Linked DNA regions of Zea mays: region 1 is linked to region 2. Evidence: chromatin contacts called from public Hi-C data. All regions are on one chromosome and are shown on one strand. The core of a region is the stretch at or near the end of the contact, and the rest is flanking DNA. Distances in the headings are between cores, read along the strand shown.

Region 1 (4,783 bases), core at 756-3,255, 45 kb after region 2:
CCCTCTCTCCAACGGTCACCAAGACCGGCGAGTGTTCCTTCTTCTTTGTCAACAAAAGACCGAAGTCTCCACAAGGCCAACCACAAAGATAAGGAACTCTTGCTAGCTTTACAATGAATGTGAGTCAAAACTCCACGCTCAAATGATCACAAGAGGTAGCACACACTTTCTCTCAATGATTCTCACAAAGTTGACTGGGAGACAACGGCCTAGACCACTCACGAACTAATCACAGCATCCTTCTTGCGCCTCATCCTGCGGTACCTGTTCTTGGTCTAGGAGGGATGTGAGTAAAACAAGGGTGAGCTCACATACGTTCATCGCTCAACAAGTTGTGAGGAATAATGTGCATGAACTCACCAAAGGTGGGAGCTCATTTGAAGTGTAAGGCTTACCAAAGGAGATGGTTAAAGCCGAGCATTGCTTTTAAAGTTGGTCAAAATTTTATTAGCATTACTAAGTATAAGTGGATACCAACCCAATTAAATAAGAGATCAATATTAATCAACACCCACAATGGAATGCAAATGACAAATTGAGTTTAATTCCATAAGTTAATCATGTGAGTGTCCGAGCAGCTCATGACCGTGAGCACGGCTTATATACCAGTTTTACGCTCTACAGAGGTTGCACATCTTTACCCACAAGTCGTGTTACCCAGTTGCCACGGGGTTGATCGGACCCCACACACCTCTACCAAGGAAGCGAGGCAGGGTACCACTACGAGACCTTTACAAAGTTCCACTAGCTTCAGAAAACCCGCTACAGTTTCTAGGGAGCGCAGTATAGGGATCCCCCGTCTGAAAAGCCATCGCAGCAAAATCAACCCAGGAACCTCCCTATATCGACCACTCCCCTGCCGCCCTTGCCCCTTTCAGGTAAGGTAGTCCTCCACTAGCTTTCCTAATTAGTCAGCCAAGGGCGTCCCATACCACCCTTGTGGTAGCACTGTTTTCCCGGGTGGTTCTCCATGTTCCAATTAACAATATGATCTTATCATGAACAATAATTAAACAACAGCATAATTGGAACATGATCATAATAAAACATTAGTTTCCCAAAACCAGGTAGAGCAATAGCAAATCGACCCAATAATTCATCTGTTTGCATGGTGGGGGATAAATAATGCTTGGGAAACCTATTAGATCCCATCAAGTTAACCTGAGCATGTCACCGTGATTAACAGCGAACGTTATTAGGTAAAAAGGAGTGATCAAGGGCACAACTTGCCTTGGACCGAGATTCCAGGTACCAGGATGATCTTCAGGTTCTTGGGACCTCACTGCTATTTGTAGCAATACAAACAAACATGGTATAGGCAAAATTAACATCATACCAAACATAAGCATGAACTGCGATGCTACAAGGTCGTGGGTTCGAGAACCACTAAAATCAGAGTTGCTGTTAGAAAGTTATGATTTTCTAAAGATTTAGGAGTGGTGTACAAAAGAAATTAAGTGCATAATTTTAAATTTAGGTTTCATAACAAAATAAAGTTAACAAGGGATAAACAATATTATTATGGATCTAATGCAACCAGAATGGATAAAAAAGGAGCTAAGATGATTTAAATATGAATTAAACAAGTTTATGGAACTATTTTAATACTAGAAATCAATTTTCAAATTCAATTCTATGTATAACAGGGATCCTAGGCTGAGCGCACTATTTTATAAAAGCTTAGGGATTAATTTGAGAAAAATCGGACCGGTTTGCTAGGGTTTTACACAGGAAAGGTACTGTGGGTGGAATATACAAAAGAATAGGGGCTCTTTAGCAAAAGATCTTGGCTGAAGGGGTATCTTCTAACCTAAGCCATCTGATTAGAAATCAACATCGTGGATCACTTAAAATTTTTAAACGAACTGGTATACAACCATGTCCGCCAGATCTCGATCCTACGGTCCAGATTTTAAACATCCGAGATCCACCCAGAGCCATCCGATCGACGACCAACCGCCCAGATCCGCACACCCGGAAGGGCATTTCCCGCTCTAATCTCCATCGTCGGTTATCAAATCAATGGCTCCTACTCTCTCTCCCTTATTTCCCCCTCTCTCACAGCGGAGCCGGCCCAGCGGCGCGCAGTTGAGGCACGACAGCGCCATTGGCAAGCCCCGGCATTGCTAATTCATGGTCCAATCCTTGGAATTGAGCGGTGATACAAGGTGTGGAGGCTACGACGTTTACGTTAGAGGGGCTTACCACCCGAGAAGACGAAGATGCAAACGACCTACGGTGTAGCGTCGCTCCGCCCAGTTGAACGCACCATGGCGACCAATTCGGCCCATGTCCCACTCCCCTAGAGTTCACAGCGACCTCGCCCAGGTGCAGAGTGCCCTCGCGACTCCCTTCGGATGCTCCTTAGGTGCCCGCCAACGACGTGGGGGATGGTGGACTGCGGCGGCCGCAACCTTCTCCTTGCGAGTTGCGACCACAGGTTCCTCCCCACACGGTAGTAGACGGCGGGGAGGGGGCACGACATTATATGGCTCGCGGAGCTCGCACCTTGCGGCCAGTTGGCACACCGGGTGGTTGCAACCGAACCCGATCCCCTCCAGTGAGGCCGATACAGCGCTTCCACAACCAAACGAGAAGATCTACGGCAACCACGGTGTAGGAGGAATGACAAGTGGGCCCCACCTGACAGCGAGATGAAACACATAGGCGCGCGTGATGTGGAGACCCCGGATGAGCTGGCCAGCGGGCCCAAGACGTCAGTGGCACAAGCTCACGGGGCAGATGGGCCGCGTGGGCTAGCTTTTGGGGTGTTGGTGGGCCGAGGGGAGGGGAGAACGGCCGAGCGCGAGGTTTATTCTCTTTTTTTCCTTTTCTATTTAATTTATTTTCCAAATTCAAATATTCAACTCGTGTTTTGAACTTTAACTTTCCAAGTGTCAAAATTAATCCTAATATAAACTCTATTGTTTACAATATTGTTATTTATTTTTTTTCCTTATCATTTATTTATGGAAGGAATAAATGGTTTCATTAAAATTCCCTTTCTCATTTTCTATTTTATGTTTTCATTTAAAATTGGAGGTCAAATTTATGTTTTCAACAAAATGCATTACCACAAAATCATCAGCAAGAGATCAACCTTTCTTTATCCATTTATTGTTTACTTAACTAATTTAGTACCCCCAATTGATTATGAAAAGGAAAGGTCCTAATAAATTCCCAAAGGTTTCAAAATTCTAGAAATGCTATCATAAATATATTTATTTCTTTATTTTATTTTATATATATATATATTCTACTAATTTTGGGCTTTACAAGTTCCTGGCCAAAGTCAAGGCGGTGTCGTGGACGGTCTGCCAGAAGGGGCCGGACGGTCCGCACTTGACGATTTTAGAACTTGAGTTTCTGACTTCCTGTTGATCTTTGAACAATCTTCTCCAAGTTGCTTTGGCTAAACTTGAGAGAGATCCTATGACTTAGACAAACATCTCAAGTTACTTTCCATCTAGTCTAAGTCATAGATCATGAACATTTTGATTCTTTCACTCATTTCTTTTTTTTGCTCAAACTAGCTCCAAAATAGTGATATGTTGATTTCGAGCTTTCCAACATATCTAGAAGTGTTGAATAGGTTCCTCGGGGTATTTAGAACTTATCCAAAGAGTAGAACTATTGGTAGTTCATCTATTCCATGTTTTACCCCTATTTAGTTGGATCTGAGTTGATTGCTACTTAGAGACTAAATTGCTGATCTTATGAACCTGTGAATCAAAAACTAGGAAAACTAGTTAGTTCGAATGGTTGTGATGGTCATCAAACACCAAAATATAAGGAATGGTTTAAGGCTATTTCCCTTTCAATCTCCCCCTTTTTGGTGATTGATGCCAACACAAACCAAAGCAAATATGAAGTATAAAATTGTAACTAGTCTGCAATTAGTCAAGTGTTCATAAGCTACAAAAATGAAAGCAGTTCTAAGTGCATATGAGTGATATTGACATGATTGTAATTTTGGACCAATTTTGCACCACATGTGATGGTTTTTGCAAACTGTTGATAAAATCTTTTTCAAAGTTATTTGCTCATGGCCTAAGGTACAAGAATGAAATTTTAAGAGCATTTCTAAGATTTTAAAGATTCTCCTCTTTTTTTTAAAATGCTTTTCCTTTGGCCATTTCCAAAACTCTCCCTAAAGCAGTTCTCCCCTCTGTTATAAAATAGTTTAAAACGTTTTCCTGTGGTGCAATCCTTTTGCTTTGGCCTAATACTTTCTCCCTTTTGGCATTAAGCACCAAAAATGAAGAAATTTTTTAGGCCTTTTCAATAGATATGGAATTGAAGTACATGAGTTTGAGCAAGGGTGTTTGATACCGAACGAATGTGATGTGGAAGTACTCCCTTTGCTCGAAACTCCATTTCCCTTTCAATTAGAGACTAAGCACAATATATACTTGAAGAATGGTTAGTCTCAAAGATTTAATGTGTAGAGAATTGCCCCCCTAAACTTGTGCATACAAGTGATGAATACTTGTAGATCAATGCACTTTAGGACTTTGTGAGGTCTGAGGATGCAAGTTCTTCACATTGAACCTTGGTATAAGCAAAAATATGAATTAAGAGCAAGTACTAATTGAAAGAGATATATTAGATCAAAATATATGTCAATTAAGCTTTATCATAGTTCTACAATATAGATTGCTCTCCCTAAGTATGTGCATAGAGAGAAAATACATATTTTGGCCTTAAATGCCAAATGCACATAACGAGGTCAATGAGAACATATCTATATCATAGGAATTGTAAAGTGAAATATGTCATAATA
Region 2 (4,919 bases), core at 1,338-3,837:
CTAAAAGGTGTTTGGTAGACTATCTAAAATCATAGTATATAAATCTTTGGGGTCCTGTTTGGAAGCTTGGTATTTTTCAGTTTTAAGGCAATACTATGGTATTTAATGATACCGTAGTATTGAAAACCTTTGGTTTGTATAGGTAAACACATTTTTAAATATAATGGTTTACTCAAAACCATGGTATTTTTTGGAGTTTTGAAAACTCCACTCAAGACCTCAATTTTCTTCTGTTCTCTCTGCAAATACTTTGGTTTTCTAATAGAACCAAACACATCTTGATTTTAAGCGATACTGTGGTTTTACTACGGTAAAGTAATATTGTAGTATTTGTGTCATGTGCAATTGTAAACTATAATATTTCAAAACTGCATTACCAAACAAGCCCTTAGTGTTTTTACAGTTTTAAAGCAATAATATGGTATTTTATGATATTGTATTATTGAGATCCAACAAGTGTTTGGTTGGTACAGACAAAACATAGTTTTAAATAACACGGTCTATCTAAAACTGTGGTATTTTCAGAGTTTTGGAAACTCCACTCAGGAGACCTCTGTTTTCTTCTATTCTCTCTACATATACTTTGATTTTCTTAATGGAACCAAATAGATCTCAGTTTTAAGCAACTGTGGTTTTACTGTGATAGAGTAAACTGTAATATTTATGTCATGTCTGATTATAAAATATGATATTTCAAAACTATATTACCAAACAGTAGCTTGGTTTTGGCAATACCATGGTAGAGTATAGAAAACTATGGTCTAGACCAAGTTTTTGCCCTGGACGTGAAGCGATCCCTTTGTCACACACTTTTTTCATGTGAACTTTCACGCACTTATTTTTTCAGTCCATGTTAATTGTTACGACTTATTTGGCTTATGATCATCAATCAACAACTTATGAATGTAATTTGATGGCGGCACAAACACCATAGTACCAATTAGGTGTTCGATTGACTGTTGTAAAAATACTATAGTTATGCTATAACAATTATTAGACTGTGATATTGAAAAACAGTGGTTTTTCACTTTCAAACCAGGACTGACTTGTCACTTGTGGCGTGCGGCGGTGCGACCAGCACAAACGTATTTCAGTTCCTGTGCCACAGGCTGCTGAAAGCTTTGCGAGCAAATTTGCGCCCTAGTTTTGGTATCACCTCAGCTACTATTAATATCGGTATATTTTTTAAATATTACTTGGAAAAACTTTTTTAAAAAATCAACTAACTAGAAAATGAGACGTTCATTTATTTTGCGATCTCAAAACTGTACATCCCGAAGATCTCAATTCTGAAACAAAAAAAAGGGCGGGTGGGGTGACTGGCGACTAATAGCATCTCCAACCTATAAAAATGTATTAAAATGAGTATATTTTATAAAATTTAGCGTAACAAATATATATTATAGAACAACAGATATAGTATATTTAAGACTTTTGAGAGTATATTTTATAATTTTTTGATCTAATTTTATAAAATAAGACACCGTTATAGTAGTTTTTTATGTATTGAGCCTCATATTTTAATTTAAGACACCAATTTAAGATATTATTGAGATGCTCTAATTTAGGAGGATAATATGAGGACCAGTGCCTGCCCTGCCAGCTCACCCGCTGCATCAGCAGGACCAGTGAGCGCCAGACCTGCTGTAAATTTGCTCGTGGTGACTCAAAACCAGCGTGCGGATGAATTTCTACTCGTGTTGGAGTTTTCAGTTGAAGTGCCAATTCCAATTTGTTCTTGTGGTGGGCTCCTCACCTACCTCCCGCCGTACTCCAGCCAAGCGGCCATCCAGCTCTTCCTGCACCTTCCTTTATGAACGTGCGGAGCCAGAGAGCAGGCTGCTCTCTCTCTCCCCCCTCTCTTCTATCTCTCTATCTCTACAGTCTACACAAATCATATTTCCCCAGCGTACACCTTCTGTCTGCTGGATTACTGTGGATTTGACCATCGTACGGCAGCCCACATCGCTGCTTCTCCCCCGGTCGGTTACTGTAGCACCAAAGTTTGATCTTGCCGGGGTTTGGAGGAGGTGAAAGGTTGGGGTTTTCTTGGTCCTGGGAATCTGTCCAGGTTCGTCTCTCTATGTGAAGATTCTGAGAGGTTGGCTGTGAGTCAAGATTTTCGGCTCGGCGGTGGCGAATCCTCTGCTCCTGACTCCGATTTGGGTATTCTCGTTCTTGATTCCTGACTCTTGGCCCGAAACTTCTGTTCTGTTCTTGCCGAAATCGAAGGGAAACAGCTCCATTCTGGTTGCAAGTTCTTTGTAAAGATTCGAGGTGGCATTCAGATTTCGGTTACCTGTGCTTGTGCTGTTGGTTTTGCTTCGAAAATTTGCTGTTTGGGTAGACCAAGGTTACTGACGGCCTCCGCCGCCGCAGATGTGCGGATTTGAGATGGAATCGCAGTGAGAGGGTTGAAGAGTTGTTCCTGTCCCTGATTCTGGTGGCTTAGTTTCTGGTGCTCTGTTTGGCAACTTAAGCGCTTCCATTTTCGGTTCATGCAAGGGTCGCTTTCGGCCATCGGGGAGCTCTCAGCCGTGAGGTTTTGAGGTGGGATTGTGTCATTGTGACCTCAAGGTTGAAGGAGATGCTTATGGCGTCGATGTCAGATAGCGAGACGACCAACCGAGGCAGCATGTGGGAACTGGATCAGAACCTTGATCAGCCCATGGACGAGGAGGCCAGTCAACTGAAGAACATGTACAAAGAAAAGGTATCGTTTTCATCCTTGCTATCATCGCATTTAGATTATTAGTCTCTGTATATCTGAAAGAAACATGGTGGTCCTTCGATAGTTCGATGTACAATATTCTATTGATGGTTCAGGGGATCATTTCAATATAAAGGGGTATCGGAAACTGTATGTAACATGTGCTGTTACTGCTGTTTTTTTCCTGTTGCAGGAACTATATTCAGATTCTTACAACTTGTTTTGTCTATTCATCTTAAAGTGCCACAACAGCTGTGCTCCATGTCTCATGTACTGCTAGACCTTTAACTGTGTCCTTAGCAAAAAAAGACTAACTTGATCTTTAAATTTGTTCATGCAGAAATTTTCGTCAATTTTGTTACTGCGGCTCGCGTTTCAAAGTCTTGGGGTAGTGTTTGGGGACTTAGGTACATCACCATTGTATGTTTTCTACAATATCTTTCCACATGGTGTTGACGAAGACGAGGATGTAATTGGAGCTCTATCCTTGATCATTTACACACTCACCCTCATCCCTCTGATGAAGTATGTTTTTGTCGTCTTGCGAGCTAACGACAATGGTCAAGGTGAGATAGAGCATTCTTGTATTTTAGCCTAGTCTGTTGCCTCTTATGATTTCTATGGTATTTGCAATAATTACGAGTGCTCTTGTCGCATTTACACATTTGCAAATGTATGAGCCGTTAGTTCACAGAGATTTTGCAATTTTACCATCTGGTTTGGTTGGCAGAATCTCATGACAAAACAGTGCTCTAGTGAAACAAAGGATTTGTGTCGAGTATCACCACGGTTTAAATATGAGATGTCAGAGTGATTGCTATGCATCACTTTACTAACCATGAAATCTGTAGAAGGTGAAACTCTTAGTTCATTTTAGATTTTATTTTGTGACAAGAAATACTTCTCCTTCAGCTGGTATAGTTTGTTTCCAGAAGTTTTCTGACAACATTTCTTTTTCTGGTTATTCACAGGTGGCACGTTTGCTCTTTATTCTCTACTGTGCCGGCATGCAAAGGTCAGCACTATACCCAACCAACATAAGACAGATGAAGAATTAACAACTTATAGTCGGCAAACTTATGAGGAGAATTCACTTGCAGCAAAAGTGAAGAAATGGCTAGAGGGGCATGCATATAAAAAGAACTGCCTTCTTATTCTTGTTCTCATTGGTACCTGTACCGCCATCGGAGATGGGATTCTTACTCCTGCAATCTCAGGTATTCAGAATCGTAGTTGAATAAATCCAATGCAGCTGCGATCTAAGCTGTATTTTGTATGTTATATGCAGTTCTTTCTGCGGCAGGTGGAATAAGGGTCCAGAATCAGAACATGAGTACAGGTATATTTTTTTCTTTTCTGTATGGTTATATCTGTGTTCATTGTTGAATCTGGTGGACTATTTCCTTGATCTGGTGAGGAGCATAACTTACTTTGCCTAATCTGATTAGTCTAATATCTTCAATTCCTGGCAGATGTGGTCGTAATCGTCGCGGTGTTTATATTAATTGGCTTATTCTGCATGCAACACTATGGGACAGATAAAGTTGGGTGGCTCTTTGCACCTTTGGTGCTCCTTTGGTTTATTCTAATCGGGAGCGTTGGGTTAGTGAACATACGCAAATACAACAGTTCTGTTCTAAAAGCATACAATCCAGTCTACATCTTCCGGTATTTTAGACGAGGCAAGTCTGAGATTTGGACATCTCTTGGAGGAGTCATGCTTAGCATCACAGGTATCTCTTGGACATCTCTTGGCAATTCAACTTTAACTTCTGCATCAATTGTAAGATGAAACAGAGTTACCTTATCTATATGCCTTTTTCTATGCAGGGACTGAAGCATTGTATGCAGATCTATGTCACTTCCCTGTATTGGCTATTCAGGTGAGTGTTCAAATAGAAAAATTATGAATTATGATAATACCTCAATGGATTAATCATGTCTATGTCCAGTTTGCGTTCACCTTAGTGGTGTTCCCCTGCCTTCTACTGGCGTACACTGGGCAGGCTGCCTACATCATTGACAACAAGGATCATGTAGTTGATGCCTTCTACCGCTCCATTCCAGGTTCTTCTGAAATCTAAACAAATCTTATCCATCTCATATGTGAACAGCTATACCACCATATCAAGCCCACTATGTGCAAATTGGCACAGTGCTCATCCCACTACTGTTACTGTATGTTAATGCTTTGTACACTTCACTATAC

The links. A called contact is a pair of places that touch in the nucleus more often than the background predicts.
Region 1: a Hi-C map of leaf shows a contact between it and region 2, with 8 times the contacts expected there. The contact joins the enhancer-like site here to the promoter of LOC103641145 in region 2. A contact is called at or near these places in 6 of 25 Hi-C or Micro-C datasets (ear, leaf and tassel).

The regions. Positions count from the first base shown.
Region 1 is chr10:64,732,491-64,737,273 of Zm-B73-REFERENCE-NAM-5.0, forward strand. No RefSeq gene overlaps it. Among protein-coding and RNA genes, the nearest start is that of LOC103641146, 19 kb to the right of the region's middle. Within about 2 kb of position 2,006, at least 18 of the 20 cell types and tissues checked have an H3K27ac peak or open chromatin away from gene starts, as enhancers often do. A contact at or near this core is called in ear, leaf and tassel, where this site is marked.
Region 2 is chr10:64,686,807-64,691,725 of Zm-B73-REFERENCE-NAM-5.0, forward strand. It overlaps LOC103641145, which reads left to right and starts at 2,588. Exons shown (of 9, transcript NM_001301488.1): 1 at 2,588-2,713; 2 at 3,051-3,276; 3 at 3,682-3,927; 4 at 3,999-4,049; 5 at 4,183-4,443; 6 at 4,541-4,593; 7 at 4,663-4,777. The coding sequence starts at 2,588.